Regions from separate parts of the Drosophila melanogaster genome. Here region 2 is linked to region 1. The links are chromatin contacts, called in public HiChIP or PLAC-seq maps. All regions are on one chromosome and are shown on one strand. Each heading gives the region's core, a stretch centred on a gene start, on an enhancer-like site or on the middle of the called end of the contact. The rest is flanking DNA. Distances are from core to core; before and after follow the strand shown. Region 1 holds the start of Ugt35C1 (UDP-glycosyltransferase family 35 member C1). Region 2 holds the start of Ugt35A1 (UDP-glycosyltransferase family 35 member A1).

What was found. HiChIP or PLAC-seq counts read pairs in DNA pulled down with a chosen protein or histone mark.
Region 2: a RAD21 HiChIP or PLAC-seq map of the Kc167 cell line shows a contact between it and region 1, with 6 times the contacts expected there. The contact joins the promoter of Ugt35A1 here to the promoter of Ugt35C1 in region 1. A contact is called at or near these places in 1 of 1 datasets of contacts at CTCF or cohesin (the Kc167 cell line), 40 of 107 Hi-C or Micro-C datasets (the Clone 8 cell line, the Kc167 cell line, the ML-DmBG3-c2 cell line and 16 more) and 2 of 6 datasets of contacts at active chromatin or transcription factors (both in the Kc167 cell line).

What each region holds. Positions count from the first base shown.
Region 1 is chr3R:11,125,730-11,130,836 of dm6, reverse strand. It overlaps Ugt35C1 (UDP-glycosyltransferase family 35 member C1), which reads left to right and starts at 2,509. Exons shown (of 2, transcript NM_001104274.2): 1 at 2,509-2,769; 2 at 2,831-4,240. The coding sequence starts at 2,524. The coding sequence ends at 4,137.
Region 2 is chr3R:11,171,412-11,176,571 of dm6, reverse strand. It overlaps Ugt35A1 (UDP-glycosyltransferase family 35 member A1), which reads left to right and starts at 3,908. Exons shown (of 2, transcript NM_079590.3): 1 at 3,908-4,221; 2 at 4,289-5,160. The coding sequence starts at 3,948. Ugt304A1 (UDP-glycosyltransferase family 304 member A1) reads left to right here and starts at 1,164. Exons shown (of 2, transcript NM_144362.2): 1 at 1,164-1,432; 2 at 1,664-3,131. The coding sequence starts at 1,177. The coding sequence ends at 2,997. Ugt303A1 (UDP-glycosyltransferase family 303 member A1) reads right to left here and starts at 1,043. Exons shown (of 2, transcript NM_001275541.1): 1 at 739-1,043; 2 at 1-388. The coding sequence starts at 1,000.

The DNA of each region.
Region 1 (5,107 bases), core at 1,260-3,759:
TGCTTCATAAAACGGAAATGAAAACAAATGAAAAATGATTTTTACTTATGGGCAAATTGTTCCTCGGCACTTCCAATCTCAATTCCTGGCCAGCCATTGTTGCATAGTTCGTGCAGCAAGTGCTTGTTGCAAATAAATTGCATTTGCACTTAAAGCATCGTCAATATGGCAGCTGTTGCTATTCGTTGTTCGGCCCTCCGGATAATTCCTTTCATCCATGGTAGTCAGACATGTGTGTGGGTTGTTTGTAGGTGGGGAAAAATACACGACAAGGTAAGCCTGATTAATGTTGTTCAGGCTTTTCTACTGACGAGACGAGACGAGTCGAGTCGAATAAAGGCCAAGAGCATTTAGTGCACAAAAGAGATAAAGCCAAGTTTTTCCTTTCCAGGCAGTATCCCAGCAGTTAAGATTTCATGCTGTTAGTGTGGCAGCTTAAGTACTAATTTATCGCTTTGTTAGATGGGCATTAGGATTTTAAAATTTTTCAAACTAACTTAACTAATATATTTGATTTAAATTTAAAACTCTTATTTATTGGAATGAGTTGATGATTTAAAAAAATACTAAAATATAAATATACTTTCAGGAATGCTCTTTAAACCATCCTTTTTCTATATGCACAGTTACACTTCACAATTGCGAAGGACCTCTTCTCAGAAATACCCGTTGAAAAGTGAACAGCCTGCTGTTGACCTTTTCTTAACCCCGGATCAGTTGTTGACTCGCCACGAACTTGAGCCGACCCCTTCCACGCCAAGATGATGATGAACCAATACAATAGGGCACCAGAAACCACAAGATGGCCCACTTGTAGAGCTCTCGCCTTACACATGCCCTTTATTAAAAAATTAAAATTGCTAACCGAAGAGGAGTGAAAAAGAGGTGGGCCTTGTGGCCTTTTTTTTTGGTATCATTTTTTTGTAGCTAAAATAATCAGGAAACTTAATTGAATCAAGTTGCAAGGCGATCCGGGGCCGACCAAAGGAAAAGCCTCATAATAAACGGCAAAAGAAATGGCCAAAGGAAAGAGGGGCTAAAGAGCTCAGAGGGTTGGAGATTCACAAAAAAAAAAAAAAGGGTGAAAAAGAAGTGAGGGAAGAGATGGTATTGGGTTGGATGAAAGGAGTAAACAAGGACTAAGGAGTGAAAATGTGCGCAAGAAAGCAAATAAATTGAAGTGAAAACAAATAGCCAGGGATGTGGCGATGGTGGTGGTTGTCTTGGTCCTGGTCCTGGTCCTGCTGGGTTACAAAGGAGTTCCATCGTGGGGTTTCGGAAGCTCGGAAGGGTCCAACTGGCGGACATTCCGTCAGAAGCCCACAATAACAACTCCACCTTATTTATAAATTAACAGTAACAATTTTTCCCGCCGGACATACACTTAAAAATTTTCGTGTATAAAAGTTTAATATTTCTGGCCCACTCACTTTACATTTTCTGTTCATTTTTGTTCCTTCCTGCTGTTTTCATTCTACGTATTTTCATTCTTGTTGTTCTTTGTCTGCCTCTGTGTGTGTGTGTGTGTGTGGGTGTGCGGGTGGGTGAGTGTGCTTTGTTCCGGGAAAAAGGAAGCTCCGGACAAGGTCCTTTGCCGTCGCTTAAGCAAATAATTTCTTTTCTTAGGCAGCGCTTTGGCCTTTATGCTCCGCCGAGTTTCGCCTCCTCCACCGGCAAAAATTCCCAACTGGCCAGCTGCATTGGTACTCGTTTTGAGCCTTTTTCACGTCTTTCGGCCCAGCTCCCTGTTGTGCGTTTTGTTTTTAGTTGCCTTCTCCGCTTGTTTGGCCTGCACTTCTCACGCACATTCTTCGGGGAATTTGCCCAGCACTCAGTCCAGCGGATACCGGGGACTTCACGGGAAGATCTTTAAAAGCCCGTCGGGAGTTTGCCAACTTTAAGTAGTTTGCACAAATTGAGGAATTAATATCGAAAGAGGAAACTGGGATAGTACTGTGTAAAGGTTTTTATGGTGTATATGAAATACAAACATATGAATAAGGTAATGTAAAAGCGGTTAACAAATTCCCAAAAATATAATAATAGGTTATATATTAATTATTCGATTTGGTTATGGAGTGATAGTGGAACCGAATCGTACCGAATTGGCGATATGTATAAATCGATTTGATACTCATTCCATCACGTGCCGGGAACGCGTGCCCAAAATCTCGTTTGAAGCTCTTCGGCAATTTTTAAATAAAATGTGAAATAGTTGGCCCGAGCCGCTATAAAGTGCTATTTCATAAGCAAACCGACAGAATCAATAAAGATAATGAGTGTCGAGCATGGACTACCCTAACCGAGGAGGGTTCCCTCTTAAAAGTGGAATGTCTCTCTCTTTATTAAATAACAACGATGAAAATGCAAATGCCAAATGCCCTTTATCATCGTGAATGGGCATTGTTTGTCGCTCAAAAAGCTCTCTCGTTCGCTATCAACAAAAGCTAAGCACATATGTATATATAGGAAAGTTTGACCGATCTGTTCAATTAGTCGCTGCACGATACTCATTCCGTGACCATGAGATTATTAACTGTGATCGCGATCGTGTTTTGCGCTTTGAGCGCCAAGCCGCTCGAGTCGGAAAGTGCGAAGATTTTGGCTACGCTGCCGTTTCCGGGTCGATCTCAGTACATATTTGTGGAGAGTTACTTGAAAGCTTGGCAGCTAAGGGTCATCAGGTGACCGTTATTAATGCCTTCAAGAACAAGGAGACACCAAATATGCGCTTTATTGAGGCCCTCAAAGCGCACGAATTCGCAGACGGTGTGTATTAACACATTGACAAGTAATAGTATTTTGTATTTATAAATCTATTTGCTCGCAGAGATGATGAGTTTGCTGAATGTGCCACTATTGTGGCAGCAGCTCAATGCCATGGATTACATATTAAACAAATTCATCGATGTAACTATGGAGGACGAGGGTGTCCAGAGGCTACTTAATTCGGGAGAAACTTTCGATCTGGTGCTGGCGGAGATGCTCCATATGGAACCGATGTACGCTTTTGCTCAGCATTTTAATGCCACTTTAGTGGGATTCTCCAGCTTTGGAACCGATAGAACTATTGATGAGGCTGCTGGAAATATATCACCCATATCATATAACCCGCTTGTGACCTCTCCTCGAACCGATCGGATGACCTTTCTGGAGCGCTTGGAAAATCACTACGAAGTCATTGTGGAGGACATTCATCGCCATTTCGTTCACCTGCCACATATGAGAAATGTTTACAAAAAGTATTTCCCGAATGCAAAGAAAACCCTGGAGGAAGTCATGGATAGTTTTTCGTTGATTCTGCTGGGCCAGCATTTTTCTTTGAGCTATCCGCGACCCTATTTGCCCAACATGATTGAGGTTGGTGGAATGCACATCTCGCACAAGCCGAAACCACTGCCAGAAGACATTAAACAATTTATTGAGGGTTCGCCACATGGTGTTATATACTTCTCCATGGGCTCCAATGTGAAGAGCAAGGATCTGCCACAGGAAACTCGTGATACGCTGCTGAAGACCTTTGCCAAATTGAAGCAGAGAGTGCTGTGGAAATTCGAAGATGACGATATGCCTGGAAAGCCAGCTAATGTGCTGATCAAGAAATGGTATCCCCAGCCGGATATTCTGGCCCATCCGAATGTGAAGTTGTTCATCAGCCACGGTGGTCTGCTGAGCAGCACCGAAAGCGTTTACTTTGGCAAACCCATACTGGGATTGCCGTGCTTCTATGATCAGCACATGAATGTGCAGCGCGCCCAGCGAGTGGGATTCGGCTTGGGCTTGGATCTGAATAATCTAAAGCAGGAGGATTTGGAAAAGGCCATTCAAACGCTGCTCACTGATCCCAGTTATGCCAAAGCATCCTTGGCCATTTCCGAGCGGTATCGTGATCAACCGCAATCAGCCGTCGATCGAGCTGTCTGGTGGACGGAGTACGTAATCAGGCACAATGGTGCTCCTCACCTGCGAGCAACTTCCCGGGATCTCAACTTCATTCAACTGAACAGCTTGGACACTTTAGCTGTGATACTGGCAGTACCTCTACTACTCGCTCTGTTAATCGTAACGTTATCTTGCAAATTATTGGGAGGAAAGAAACAGAAATGCTTACATGCTGATAAGCTTAAGAAACATTAGAGGCTATATGTAGTATATCTTTGTTGTTTACAGTTTTAAGAACCTTGTTTTCTTATCATTATTATCTAGTAATACCATCACTGATGCTATATATTTTATTGCCAAATGTTGTTTGTCATTTCAAGGGTCTGACGTTTCTTAAACGAGTTAATGGGGAACACCAATAATCGGCATTATTATTTTTCTATTGCCATCAATTGCTATCATTTGACCAGCTGTGCGAGTGTTTTTGTCTAAGTTTGTTACTGATAACGCTCGGTTGAAAAGTGTTTTTTATTTATACAGTGCAAATGGTCAGTATTTAATTACTTATCAATTTGATAATAAATCAAAATGACGGGCGAATAGGCGTAATTATAATACTTCTTATCATTACTAGGTCTGTCCAAGCAAAAAACGGAAGCAATCTTTTCATTCCAAACATATACGCAGTATTTGTTAAAATTCTGGGATGATAATAATGTTTAACTAAAGTTTTGCATATAAATGAAATCTTAATTGCAATGAAAATGTAAAACGTGGGGCTGGAGCAATACTAACTACACGGCCCACACGGCGTATGAGTGACATTTATCGAATTGGAATTAAAAATTTTTTGTACTTCCTTCGCCTCTATTTCAGTTTATTAACACCTTTTTATTGGTTGATTAAATGTAAGGAATTTAAGAATATTTGTTTTTTGGGCAGTCATTACCGCTCCCGGTCCACCATGCTTTAAGCCACGCCTACTCCTAAAAACTTTGCCCAAAGTACACAAAAATTACAGAGTTAAAAGTATCGCTGAGAAAAAAAAACGTTATCTTAATTGCGGGTTACTTTTTTTCAACTGGTCTGCCAGCTACCTGGTCGGAATAAAAGAGTCGTGGGGTGGAGAGGGAAGCCGACGGAAAAAGTGAACCCAAATTTGTGTCCGTTGCTAGCACCAGGACACGCCCTAAATCACTGGCTTTTTATCAACTTCAACTTGAAA
Region 2 (5,160 bases), core at 2,659-5,158, 44 kb before region 1:
ATGAATCGCTCCACCAAACGCTCCTCGGTAATGTAGATCAGGTTGTGCCACTTCTCAATCAGATTAAGTCCAGATGTGTAGCCCAAGGCGGACATCGGTTCGTAGACACTTGGCGCCGAGTTCCCCACCAGAAAGTCAATGTTCCAGGACGATCCGTAGGCGGCAACCCCCAACAGCGGTGCATTAAAGTGCTGCGAAAATCCGTAGAGGGCATCGTTGTGTGACGCCTCCAAAATAATCAGCGAATACTTGGCACTGGCGTTGCGGAGCAACTCCTGCACCCCAGGATCTTCAAGGACAAACTTTGAACAGTTGTAAAAGTACTCGGACAAGAATTGAGCCTCCGTCCATTTGGTTAAATCGGTGTCATATTCAAAATCCAAGAGAACTGAAATCAAAATTAATTGAAATACATATTTCAAGGTTGTTCTAAACTTAATTTTAAAATTTTAATTAAAACTAAGCTATTGGAGACATGGCCGCAGTGGACCTAAATTAAATTACCTTACCTCGTTTTTCAAACTTAATTAGGCTGAACTAGGCTAACAAATTTTATATTTGGTAATGGCAAGCAAAAAGTGTAAAATGATTGGGTTGATTATTCAAACCATTGCGATAACAATTCTCTGGTGCCGTTTTGATAAGCGTAGATTATTTTCAATAATTCAGTAGGGCACTTTTGTTCGGTTCTACATATTTATAGGTATAGAGCTATATAGAAGCGTTGAGGTTCATTACTTTTCATCAGCATATCCAATTTGGGCACTCGAATGTGATGGACACCCTCTATGTGGGGCATAATCGTTACGGCCGATATCAAAGTTAGCTGGTGGCCCCGCTGGACAAGATTCCTTAAGAACGGAGTAATCAGCAAGTAGGACGAGCCAAAGGTGTACGAGAATACGGCCAAGATATTTTCCGCATTGGTCAGTTTCGGACACAAAAGGCCAAAAAGCAAAACCGTGAGCAGTAGACCAGCAATACCCGGGCCGCTGAACATTTCACGTAATTCGACCGCACATGCCGATAGACGAAATGATACTATTTTGGTTTTGGTCAAAATAAATTCTCTTCGGTGTAATCTAATCAGCGAACAAATACAATGAGCGAAAATGCACAAGAAATCGGCTGGAAATCTCTTCAGTCAGTCAGTTTGAAAGCGGTCGCTCAATCGATATGTTTCCTCCGGGGCGATGGCTTCTCCCGATGTTCTGGCTGATTTCGAACTCGATATGTTGGATACGTAGTTCCCGCATCCTCGTCATCGCCCCCTTTGAATCCCACTCGCAATGCATGCTTGTGACACCCTATATCCAGGCTCTAAAAGATCGGGGTCACCAGCTGACGGTGATACATGCATACAAGCACTGCATGCACAAAATTGAGGATGTCACCTTTATACGAATATGGTATAATAATAATGTTTTTTTAGGTAAGTATCAAAATCTTAATTGCCCATTGAATCATTATCTCAGATAAGGTAGTGTGTATGTACTTATGTCAGACGCAAGAGTGTAAATTTATTCTAATTGCAATTTTATCAACTGCCAAAATAAGAATCAATCAAGCGAAGTGTAGTTTCTTTTAGATTAGATTCTTAGATTCTTTAGATTAAAGAACAGAAATCTCTAATATATATGCTTTTGTCTCATATTTACTGCAGAGTTTGAGGAATCCGTTGGAATCGCTTCAGCGAACAATAAGTGGGAGGAAATTAGTTCTATGTCGAGTCTTATGGCAAATGCTACGCTTAATGTCCTCAATAATGTGGAAGTTCGAGCATTAATGAAGTCAAGAATAACATTTGACGCGGTGGTCCTGGAAGCTGGATATAGTGACGTGCTCTATGGCATGGCAGCCCATTTCAGCGCCCAACTGATCGGAATTTGCACCTGCGTAGCAGATTGGAATATAAATAACCTGGTGGGTTTTTCAACATCCACTTTGACAGAGCCCATAATGCCATTTCGTGCAAAGTATGTGAAAAACGTTTGGGATCGCATCTACAATTGGTTATACACAACCGAAGAGTGGCTGCTGATCAACTTGGTATTTTTACCAAAACAGCGCCTTATCCACGACCACTTCTTTGGCCATCTGGAGAAGAGCTTCCATGAGATCCGGCAAGACTTTGCATTGATGCTGCTCAATCAACACTTTAGCCTGTTTCGGGCCAGACCCAATGTGCCGGGAATGGTTGAAGTAGCTGGTCTACACATTCCCAAAGAGGATCCACAGCTGCCGAGCGATCTGCAAGTGTTCATCGATGAAGCAGAACATGGAGTGATCTTGTTTTCTCTGGGTCTGGAACAGGACAGTAAAGATTTGCCAAGGAAAACGCAGGAAATTCTGGTGGAGACTTTCAAATCGGTTCCACAGCGTGTGATTTGGAAGTTCGATGGTGAATCTACGATGAGTCTGGGCACTGATATCTACCACTCCAAACTTTTGCCACAGCAAGCAATTTTGGCTCATCCAAACGTAAAGCTCTTTATAAGCCATTGCGGAATGATGAGCGTTATAGAAGCTGCCTACTATGCGAAGCCAGTATTGGGCCTTCCATCGTTTTTCGATCAATTCAGGAATTTGGAAATCATGAAGGAGGAGGGAGTAGCTCTGGAGTTGAACATCAATAGCTTGACAGTAAAAGAGTTGAAGGATGCTATACACAGCATGATAAATGAGCCGGAATATCGAGAGAGTGCCTTGGCTATTTCCCAAAGATTTAGGGATCAGCCCATTCATCCTTTGGATGCGGCCATTTATTGGACGGAGTACATAATACGCTACAAGGGTGCAGATCACATGAAAATATCTCAGTCCCAGTTAAAGTTGTTCGATTACTATTCCCTGGACAATTTCATAATGGTCGGATCGCGGCTATCCTTGGTGGTGGCTTTAGTTTTTCTGGTCCTCTCAAAAAGCAGAAGATGGCTAAATCATTTGTCAACATCTGCAAAGTCATTTCTACCTACGAAACATCTAATTAGAAGTTAATTTTAGATATACGTTTATTAATCATGTATACGATTTATTAATAAAATCGTAGCTGTAAAAATAACAAATTAAAATGTGAATACAAATTAATATTTTAGAAAATACGAATAAATACAATAAATATTTTCAACTGGATTGTAATTATTTTATGACTGTTTTTTAGCCTGATTACAGGAGGGACAATGAATGATAAGCGCTATTGGTAGGTAGCTTTATCTAATCTTAATAGCCCCTAATTTACGATTATTTCTAAGTATTAGACTCATTTTATGGAACCATTTAGTGCACGTCTGTGACGTTCTGTACAATTAGACAGCAATATATTTCTATATTTTCATTCAATTTTCAACATATATGTAAAGAGAATTTTATTAAAATTTATCAGCCAAAGCCAAAACTGAATTACTAAAAATGTTTGAATAGATAAAGAATCTACTAAACGATTATAAACATTTTGCAAGTTCTCTGAGCGCAAGACATTTTGTTTACCAACAAGTTACTCAAAATCAACTGGAGAGTTTGAGAACCAAAAGTCGATAGAGCGCTTAAGAGAACTTAAGAGAACCAGATTGAAAAAAGAGTGCTATTTGTTTCTCCTATTAGTTACATAACATCTGAGTATTGTGTGTAAACAATCAACAAAGTTGTTTGAGTCAAGCCGGTGACGCCAAAAATGTATATATATACAAATATATATATATATATATATATATATATATATATATATATATAAGTGCATAAATTAAAACATACAAAGAGAGCGAACTGTGAATTTGTTTTGGTTTGAAATTAATAGGCCACTGTTTCGCTTCGTTGAACTTGCTTTGTGTGGGCAATGAGTAAATTTTGGGCGATTCTTCTAATCGTCATTCCCCGATAATTATATATGAAAAAGTTCTTATGTTAGATTAGTTGTCGTTCGTCAGCGAATCGCTGCGGTTGCCTTGCAAATGGGTGGAATATTTTCTGTAACTGGTCTTGGCATTCTGCTAATTGGCCTGATATGGCTGTTCGCCGCAAATGCCGATGAAGGGGTTCAAAGTTCGCGCATATTGGCCGTGTTTCCTTTTCCCGGCCGATCGCAGTACATTTTCGCTGAGCAGTTTATGAAGGAACTGGCCCATCGGGGTCACAATGTCACCGTAATCAATACCTTTGGTAGCGATAAAAACGAGCCCAACTTTCGGGTGATTGGTGCTAAAAAAATTCACGAAATAATGGCGGGTAAGTAAACTCAAGCAGTTGTCAGGTATTTCTTCAAGTTATCTATTAAAATTCACATTTATTGTAGCATTTGGAAATGCAGATTACACCCAAACGGCGAGTCAATGGCAAATGTTGACTATGACCACACAGTTTCTCAATCTTTTGACCACAAGTATCCTGGATGATGCGGCTGTAAAGGATTTACTGAACAGCGGCGAGAAATTCGATTTGGTTATAATGGAAGCGGTGCAAACCGAAGCCCTCTTCGGTTTGATCCAGCATTTTGGAGCAGAAACCATAGGTATCTCATCGTACGGCACAGATACACACATCGATGAGTTAATGGGCAACATATCGCCATTGTCCTACAATCCCTTGCTACTCTCATCGCGAACGGAGCAAATGGATTTCAAGGATCGTGTGATGAATGTGTTTGAAGCCTCGGTAATGTGGCTGCACAAGAGGATTGTCCACCTGCCGTCTCAACGGGATCTGTATGCGAAATACTTTCCCACGGCCAGGAAATCATTGGATGAAGTTTTGGACAGCTTTGCGCTAATGCTTCTCGGCCAGCACTTTTCCCTGAGCTATCCACGCCCCTATTTGCCCAATATGATCGAGGTGGGCGGACTGCATTTACAACAGAAGCGAAAGGTTCAGCCCTTAGCAAAGGAACTGTCGGAATTTGTCGAGCAATCGGAGAAGGGAGTAATCTATTTCTCCATGGGTTCCAATATCAAAAGCAAAGACTTGCCGCCATCCACACGAAAAATGCTAATGCAAACCTTTGCCAGTGTGCCACAACGTGTGCTGTGGAAATTCGAGGATGATCAGTTGCCCGAAAAACCCGATAATGTCTTCATCAGCAAGTGGTTCCCCCAACCCGATATTCTCGCTCATCCGAATGTTAAGCTCTTCATCACCCACGGAGGTCTATTGAGCACCATCGAGAGTATA